Regions from separate parts of the Bicyclus anynana genome. Here region 2 is linked to region 1. The links are chromatin contacts, called in public Hi-C maps. All regions are on one chromosome and are shown on one strand. Each heading gives the region's core, a stretch centred on a gene start, on an enhancer-like site or on the middle of the called end of the contact. The rest is flanking DNA. Distances are from core to core; before and after follow the strand shown.

Region 1 (4,088 bases), core at 1,530-4,029:
ACTTTGTATGAAAACATAAAAAGTTTTTTTTTAGTTAAAAAAATAGTTATGCAGTTCGGCTCCTTTTTTTTTTATTGTTTACAAGTTAGCCCTTGACTACAATCTCACCTGATGAAAGCGGGCTAACTTGTAAGGAGGAGGATGAAAATCCACACTCCTTTCGGTTTCTACACGGCATCGTACCGGAACGCTAAACCGCTTGGCGGTACGTCTTTGCCGGTAGGGTGGTAACTAGCCACGGCCGAAGTCTCCCACCAGCCAGACCTGGACCAATTAAGAAAATCTCAATCTGCCCAGCCGGGGATCGAACCCAGGACCTCCGTTTTGTAAATCCACCGCGCATATCACTGCGCCACGGAGGCCGGCAGATATCCTATAAGTGGACTTGTCAACCGTATAGAAAATACTCCCTGTAGGTACATGTTAACGTTCACGATTATACCAACACGTGGAAAGTATACTTGTATAGTACTTCAAACGTAACCAATAAATAATATTCCTCCAGCTCGCATAAATAATACGGATTTATGTTTATGTGCGTCATACTTGCGGTGTAGTCCCCTTCGCATTCCTTACAACCAGTGGTTATCAGATTTCTAATATTGAAATCGATGGTCTGTTACTTAGGGTAGTCCACCTATAAATTCTTGTATTAATATACTGTACTAGCTGACGCCGTGTGGTTTTACCCGCGTGGTTCCCGTTCCCTTAAGATTACGGGGACAATTTTTCTCCTATAGCCTTCATAGATAAATGGGCTATCTAACACTGAAAGAATTTTTCAAATCGGACCAGTAGTTCCTGAGATTAGCGCGTTCAATCAAATAAACAAACTCTTCAGCTTTATAATATTAGTATAGACTATAGATTCTATGCTATACGTTCCAAAAAGTATTACTTAGAAAATAAGTAACGATCTTCGATGTTGATAAAAATATCAACTAATGTTTATTTTATTATTATTGCAGGCATTTAAAATAGACAAATAATGTTTATTTTGAGGTATTACTATTTGTTAACAACAACTGAGATGTCATCTACCAACTGTATGATATCCACGAAGGGTTGTCAGTAACCACCGGATGACATTTTGTTTCATTAAAATCTCAATTTCTTATATCTCAACTAACATACATAAAAGGTTCAATGTCCAAATTAGTTTATTGTCAGATTAGGACGGGCCTAATTTGAATTTCATTGTCAGTTGCTTAATCAAAACATGGACAAGTATCTCTAGTATAAAAAGAAACACGATTTCCACAAAAACACACACATTTAAAAAACAATTACCAAATGTGATTTCTAATTATCTTTAGTGATTTTGATTAATTATTATAAAATATATATTTCGTTGTTTTATTTTATTTCTGTAAAATGGCTCCTTTAGAATATAAATAGATTTATAGTCGGTCGGTTTAGTTTTGCACACATTAAGCTACTTGTTATCTTGATTCCCACAGGGATGGTATTTACGCGTGTAAAACCATGGGCCACAGCTATAGAATCGCATATTATTGGACCTACAGAATCCAAACCCCATCATTTATTCTTGCAAGACGTACATCAAACGGATCACGATGCAGGGTTACTTCCATTTAAAGCCCTCGCAAAAAAGGGTAAAGAAAAAAAAATCACCAAGTAAAGACGCAATTACTCCTCAGCAAATCTTCTTGTGCCTTTATCTCTGTTTTTGTACACCTTATTCAGGAAACGTTAAGATTCAAAATTGCGTGTTTCTGTGTATGATTTTCGCAAGTGGAAACTTGTCGAGAGTTCGCTAAAAGCACGGCTGTATCAAAGAAATGCGTCTAATGAATCTATTGATAGCTGAGCCTATGTGTGTATAGTATTTTTAAAACATAAACCAGTCGTGTGCGTGCAAGAAGGGGAGAAGCTAAGAGACGCTTTCTTCGGCCCCTCTTTTCTTATAGAGGGAATGATAACTTTTGATATTTTAGCGGGTTTCAAGGACCTTCCTGTTGTTCATATTTAACCAGTTTTAATTTGATCTACTAGCTGGGTATGTACTAATAGTTTCCTTACAAAGCAGCATCCGCTATGTAGCTTATTCAAGTTTTAATGCAATTCTAACAATATTACACTTCTTTTGAAGTCGGTTAAAACACCATCACACCTCAATAACGTTAGGGCAGACCTAGATAGAGGCCACGTTCTTCTTAATTCTCTGCGTGTGTGAAGTCTGCCAATCCGCATTGGGCCAGCGTGGTGGACTATTTATTGGCCTAATCCTTCTCATTCTGACAAGAGACGTCTAGCTGAGTTTGTTGTGGGCTCTTCTCGGACCAAGGAGCGTTTGGAACCCTCGTAAGTTTAATTTTAAGTTATTGACTATTATTACCACCATTAGATTAAATTAAATTATGACATAATCCTGACCTTTCAAAAGTGCTTGTAAAATGAGCCTAATTGAAATAAATGAATTTTGAATTTTTGAATTTTTGACTCGGGCTCATCAGTGAGCCAAATATAGAAAGAAAAGAAAAAAGCTTTATTAGAGAATTATGCCACAGAACACAATTTGTTCTTTATCAATATCCTGCGATGTGTGGCACAACCCAGTAAAGGGATCCAACTCAGCATAATGCTACATACTCTTTAAATAAAAAGAGCATGCAGCGCTGGTTTTCAGTTGGAACCGTTGACCAGATGATAATGATGATGATGATGAATCTACGCAAGTATCAAATCATATCGATCCGTGCACAAATCACCCCTTATTTCGCGTGGCTCCGTCGATCGTCTCAAAGTTGCGCGCACACACGCGCGCGGCACTATCCGCAACACACCGACGCACACAGACGCATGTCGCGCGAGGGGCGCCTGCCCTTGCAAACTCCTCCTTTATATTTTCTTTGTTATGTAAAAAAATAATAATAGGAGAAAGGGGATCCCAAAATCGATACTCAAATTGCGGTACCCACGATTGGTAAAGATTTCTTTAGATTTTTTTGGGGGTGCATTGTATAAATATAAATACCGGCTACCTATGTTGCCTATTATTTATTACTAGTTACGAATACTGAATTTAAAGAAATTAAATATCACGTGGAGGATATTTAAACTCAAACGGTGAAGGTATTTTTGTAAGGAAACCTGAGAATTTTCATAATTCCATCGTGGCCTAACCCTTCTCATTCCGAGAGGAGACTCGTGCTCAAGTGAGCCGAATATAGGTTGATAATGATGATTGATGAATTTTGATTAATTATCACAACATGGTCGTTTTCTGAAAATATCCACCTTTATAATAAAAGCCCTTTTAAAAAATGCATTACCCATATAGATCGACACTATGCATTAGTGTGTGTGTGTTCTAATTGTGAAACTCTAGTTCAAAAAGTTAATAATAAAATATTTTAACGTATCTATGTGGGTATTATTTTTTACTCATAATTATGATAACCTCTCTAGCAGTTGGAATTGCTTTGCATTAGTAATTTAATGACCAAAAGACAGAACTCCAACTTTTTTCATTCCGATCCGATGCGCATAGCCAATCGGTTATACCTACTATATGGCAATACACATTACACACATTGTTCGAATGCACTATAGGTATCTATAGGTATCTATTTTCTCTTCGATTTCGACTTCCCAACTCCGGGCTGAGGAACTACTGAATAATTCTTAATAGAAACAAAAGCTCAGTTTTTTTCATTTCATTTCATTGTTGACCCAGGACTCGAACCCGTGCCTAACTAACTTCTGGACCAACGAGATGTTTCACCAAAGACGTACTTAATTGATAATAATTAATATCATCATCATTATCAACCCATATTCGACTCACTGCTGAGCTCGAGTCTCCTCTCAGAATGAGAGGGGTTAGGCCAATAGTCCACCACGCTGTCCCAATGCGGATTGGCAGACTTCACAGGTCACACACGCAGAGAATAAAGAAAATTCACTGGTATGTAGGTTTCCTTCACCATTTGTGATACGTGGTATTTAAATTCTTAAAATGCACACAACTGAAAAGTTGGAGGTGAATGCCCTGGACCTTATTTAAACCCATATCGGAGGTAGAGGTCCTAAACTAATATTATAAATGCGAAAGTTACCTTTTT
Region 2 (4,531 bases), core at 158-2,657, 170 kb after region 1:
CTACTTACCACCCTACCGACAAAGACGTACCGCTAAGCGATTTAGCGTTCCGTTACGATGTCGTGTAGAAACCGAAAGGGGTATGGATTTTCATCCTCCTCTTAACAAGTTAGCCCGCTTCCATCATAGATTGCATCCTCACTTACCATCAAATGAGATTGCCGTCAAGGACTAACTTGTAAATAATAAAAAAAAACCTAAGTTTTTGAGTTTTATCAAGATGGCGCCCTTAAAGCAACTATGACATGACAATTGACAGCCAACGTCAAATCGATTACTGCATTGAAAACGTCATCAATCCGCCATTATTACCCTTAATAGTGTCGCATTTCTTGGGAGATAATGTATATTATTTCGAAAGAATTAAAGTAAATTCGTAGATTTGTATAATCAAAAATAGTTAAAATAAATATTTTATTTCCGCTAGGGTACAATGACTGATCCTTGGCTCCATACAATTTTGGACCATCTCCTTTAAATTGTAATACACACACGGTGTAAGAAAGCGCAGTGTTTATCGATCCCCCATCAAGGGACTGACGACATCAAGCGAGTCGCAGGGATAATAAAAAATCATATGTGATCATATGAAGATCAGTGTTAGATCGTAATCATATACTTTTGACAAAGGGGTAACGTTTGGCAAGTCAGGTCCTATGGTAATTGGTCTGAGTTTATCATAAATATAAACATTGGTCAGAATCAGAATCGGAGTCATATAATCGCAAGAAACATTACATTTTGTTATACATACGAGTAGATGTTGTTATGTCGTAAGGATCACTGTTTATAAGTATGCAAATATTTAATAATAAATAATTAATAAAAGATTAAAAATTATATTTATTTTATCAGCACAGGTAATTTCTTTTTTTTAATTAAGCTCCCTAAGTGATATATTTTCCTATAAAATTAGATGGTTAAGTATCTATTTCATATTTCCGACTGCAACGTTCTCTGCAGCAAAATTTTCTTTTTAGGTAGATAAATATATACCTATTCAAATAATATTCTTATACAAACAAATTAATCTTGCGAATGTATCTTTCCAAATATGTAAACAAACCTTCAATCAGAGAGCTTTTCAAAGCTTTTCACAATAATTTCAATACGGCAAACGGAATGCAATCAATTAGTCAAACAAAATGATCTAAACGCTGTAAACAGTTCCAGCTTCATTTTATTTTACCAAAATGCAGTTGCTATTTGCCGGCGAATATATTTTTATATAGAACAATTATGTAAGCCTGTGATTAATCAACGTGAATAGCAACCTGCCCGCGTTATTGCATAGCTCTATGTACGCGCTCTATAGCGGTGACATCTCATTATATACCGTGTCTATGTATACGCGGGCGATCAGCTATCTAGGACGTTTGCACGCAAAAATCTAGTACTAGGTGCTTGCCCCCGACACTGCACACAGACGCGTCGCCACCCGCGTACACCCACACACGCGCAGCCAAGGAGTGAGACTGCGTGCGAGAAAAAGACAGGCACAAAAAACACCCGTTGGTGTGAGGTGCTGCCCCCAAAAAAAGCACCAAAAACGCAATCTGCGCAACTTTCCGGCGCAGAATCGTTAACGACTCCCGCTCTCTTTATCGTGCACGCCGTGCCTCCTATATTTCTATTTTTTCTCCGCCGACCATTAGACGTAAGACGGATTTTTGCACACGCGAATGTCCGCTTTGCTGCTCGCGGATAGCGAGTATTTTAGAGCGCGCCCGCGTGGCGTATATCTTCAGCGTCGGTCGCGAAACGCACACACTCGCACCGGAACAGAAAATAACGATCGCATTTTTGACCGAAAAGGACGGACAGATGGCTGAAAAGAGAAGAAAAAAACGACAACCATTTTGCTTGGCGCACCTACGACGCGGCTAGGTGAGGTTTATGTATGCTATCTTTTTTTGAGAAAAAAGCCAACCAAAACAAATGCACGTGGCCGGGTGTTATGACCGACGCGGGAAAAATTCCCCCTCCCGCTAAGAGATGCCGTTGCTGGCGCTATTTTTTTCCCGAGCAATTTAGTTATGAAAAAATTAGTACGGTGGCGCTCCAATCGCGAGCTTGGAGTTGCAGCTTCGACGCGCTTAGCGCTGAATGTTGACGCTAATGAGTGCGCCGAACATCATTACTGAATATAATTTAGATTAATTATGCAGTTAAACAAATAATGAAAAACAGGATGGAATTATTGAAGTACAAGCAGAAACTAATGGTTTTTGCATATTATTGTGATATTATCATGCAGTAGTTATGGTAATTTATTTAAACAAAATATTGAACAAATTACTTAACGAGCGTAACGATTTATAACATACATTTTGTTATGAATGCTTTAAAAACTAAGTAAATCATTTTAACAAGAAATATCACATTAAATTTAAATATATTTTTTTTACGCAAATACAAAATTTACTTACTGTCGATCTATACCTACGCAAGTTCGACCAAGTATTACCTAAGGACTAAAAATAGTAATTATACCATTAACATATTCTACTAATGGTCGTTAAAGAGTTATTACATTATCATCCTGCCAATCCGGATTGGGGCAGCATGGCGGGTCTTAGCTCCATATACAGTCTGCTATAAAGCCCTGGCCCTGAAGTGGGCCGTTGGAATAGACTGATAATGATGAATATTAATAAAAATGAGAAGTGTTATTCTACATTTAGGTAGATATTTTTTTATACTTTCTGAAATCTTTTTTGGGTGGTGGGATGCCTCGGCCGTGGCTAGTTACCACCCTACCGGCAAAGACGTACCGCCACGCGATTTAGCGTTCCGGTACGATGCCGTATAGAAACCGAAAACGGTGTGGATTTTCATCCTCCTCCTAACAAGTTAGCACGCTTCCATCTTAGATTGCATCATCACTTACCATCAGGTGAGATTGTAGTCATGGGCTAACTTGTAAAGAATCTGATGTTGATTGCTAAGTAATAGAGAAGCGATCTCCTTATTCTCAAAAAAATATTTAACTTAAGTTCTTTGCTAAAAAATATGTAAATAAAACGAAAATTAAAGTTATTCATAGAAATTAAGCTTAAGCTAAGCTTTGTAAGCGCGCTCGTTGCGGGAGTTAGCAAATGAAACAACAGTTTTTTCGGTTTTAAAACTCTTTAATCGTACTTTCTTTTTTTTCATTTCTTTCATAGTTAAGCGGTATCTACAATTGATATAGTTTATGTAATTACCTAAATAGGAACTGTTATATTAAAAATACGGAACCCTAAAAAAATCGTAAGCTGAAGACAGTAGATACATGCGTAATATTTATTGCTACAAGTACAATCGTAATTACACAAGCCGACGCCCTGCGATTTCAGCCGTGTAGTTCCCGTTCGCGTGAGAAAACGGGGACATAGTATATATGCCTATGACACTCACAAATAACGTGGCTTTCTAGTGGTAATAGAATTTTAGTAATCAGTTCAGTAGATACAGAGATTACCCCTACAATACCACAGACGTTGCCTTTTATAATCTTAATTCTTGAATAAACGTGAAAAGTCATCACTGTAATGTTTGCGTACTCTCTGATGATTACTCTGTTAATTACTTCCTCTGAGTTGAACACTATATCTACTTAGTTACCCGCACTACTGTATAACCCAAGTGCAACTGCCCCTCTCTTGTCCAAGGCTTGTATTTATAGACTAATCTATTGACAGTCTAGGCTGTTGACATATACTATAACTAGCGGACGCCCGCGACTTCGTCCGCGTCGATGTCAACTTTACTACTACCCCTACCCTACCCTACCACTACCCCAACCCTACCCAACCCCTACATCTACCCTATAACGTAAACCTAAGTATATTAAATTTATAATTTTTAAAACACAAAAGGTACTATATCTGCTAATATATAGAAGATAGATATATGGTGTCGCGGACTTTTTTGTACAACTTTAAAAGATACATAAAGCCTCCATACATTAATTTCAATTTTACACAATAGTTAATAATAATAATAATAATAATAATGATTTTTAATAAAGGCAAAAACACCCAATATACAATATACATATTACATGAAAATTATAAAATAAAATAGTGCAAAAAATAATATATAATACAATTTAATTTTTACAATTAAAAACTTACGTGCTAACTGGGAAGGTTAAAAGACTCTTCCCAGGCGTCATCCTAGTCCGGAGTAAAGACTATTTTCTATTATGGTCTTGATGCACAGATAGCCAATATGTAAACAAAGGGCTGGGCATCCCGTCACAAACAGTCTGTAGAATGCTATTACGCGCTGTTCTAAGTCTCTCCCAGAAGGAGGCTACGCGTGTTCTTATAATAGCATAAAAGTCAGGCACTCCCGATTCTGCAAACATGCCTGAGGCACTGCAATACCTAGGCAGACCCATCAAGATGCGAAATGCATCATTGTATTGCACGCGTATTGCTGTGTAGGACTTTCTGCGGAAGTTTGTCCACAGTTGACAGGTATAAAAACACTGGCAATACGCGTTAAACAATGTTTGCTTGACGGGTCTGCTACTTTTGCCAAA

What was found. A called contact is a pair of places that touch in the nucleus more often than the background predicts.
Region 2: a Hi-C map of whole body shows a contact between it and region 1, with 4 times the contacts expected there. The contact joins two enhancer-like sites. A contact is called at or near these places in 2 of 2 Hi-C or Micro-C datasets (whole body and whole larva).

What each region holds. Positions count from the first base shown.
Region 1 is chr21:7,076,557-7,080,644 of ilBicAnyn1.1, forward strand. No RefSeq gene overlaps it. Among protein-coding and RNA genes, the nearest start is that of LOC112057507, 20 kb to the left of the region's middle. Within about 2 kb of position 2,780, at least 2 of the 8 cell types and tissues checked have open chromatin away from gene starts, as enhancers often do.
Region 2 is chr21:7,246,789-7,251,319 of ilBicAnyn1.1, forward strand. No RefSeq gene overlaps it. Among protein-coding and RNA genes, the nearest start is that of LOC128199267, 22 kb to the left of the region's middle. Within about 2 kb of position 1,408, at least 8 of the 8 cell types and tissues checked have open chromatin away from gene starts, as enhancers often do.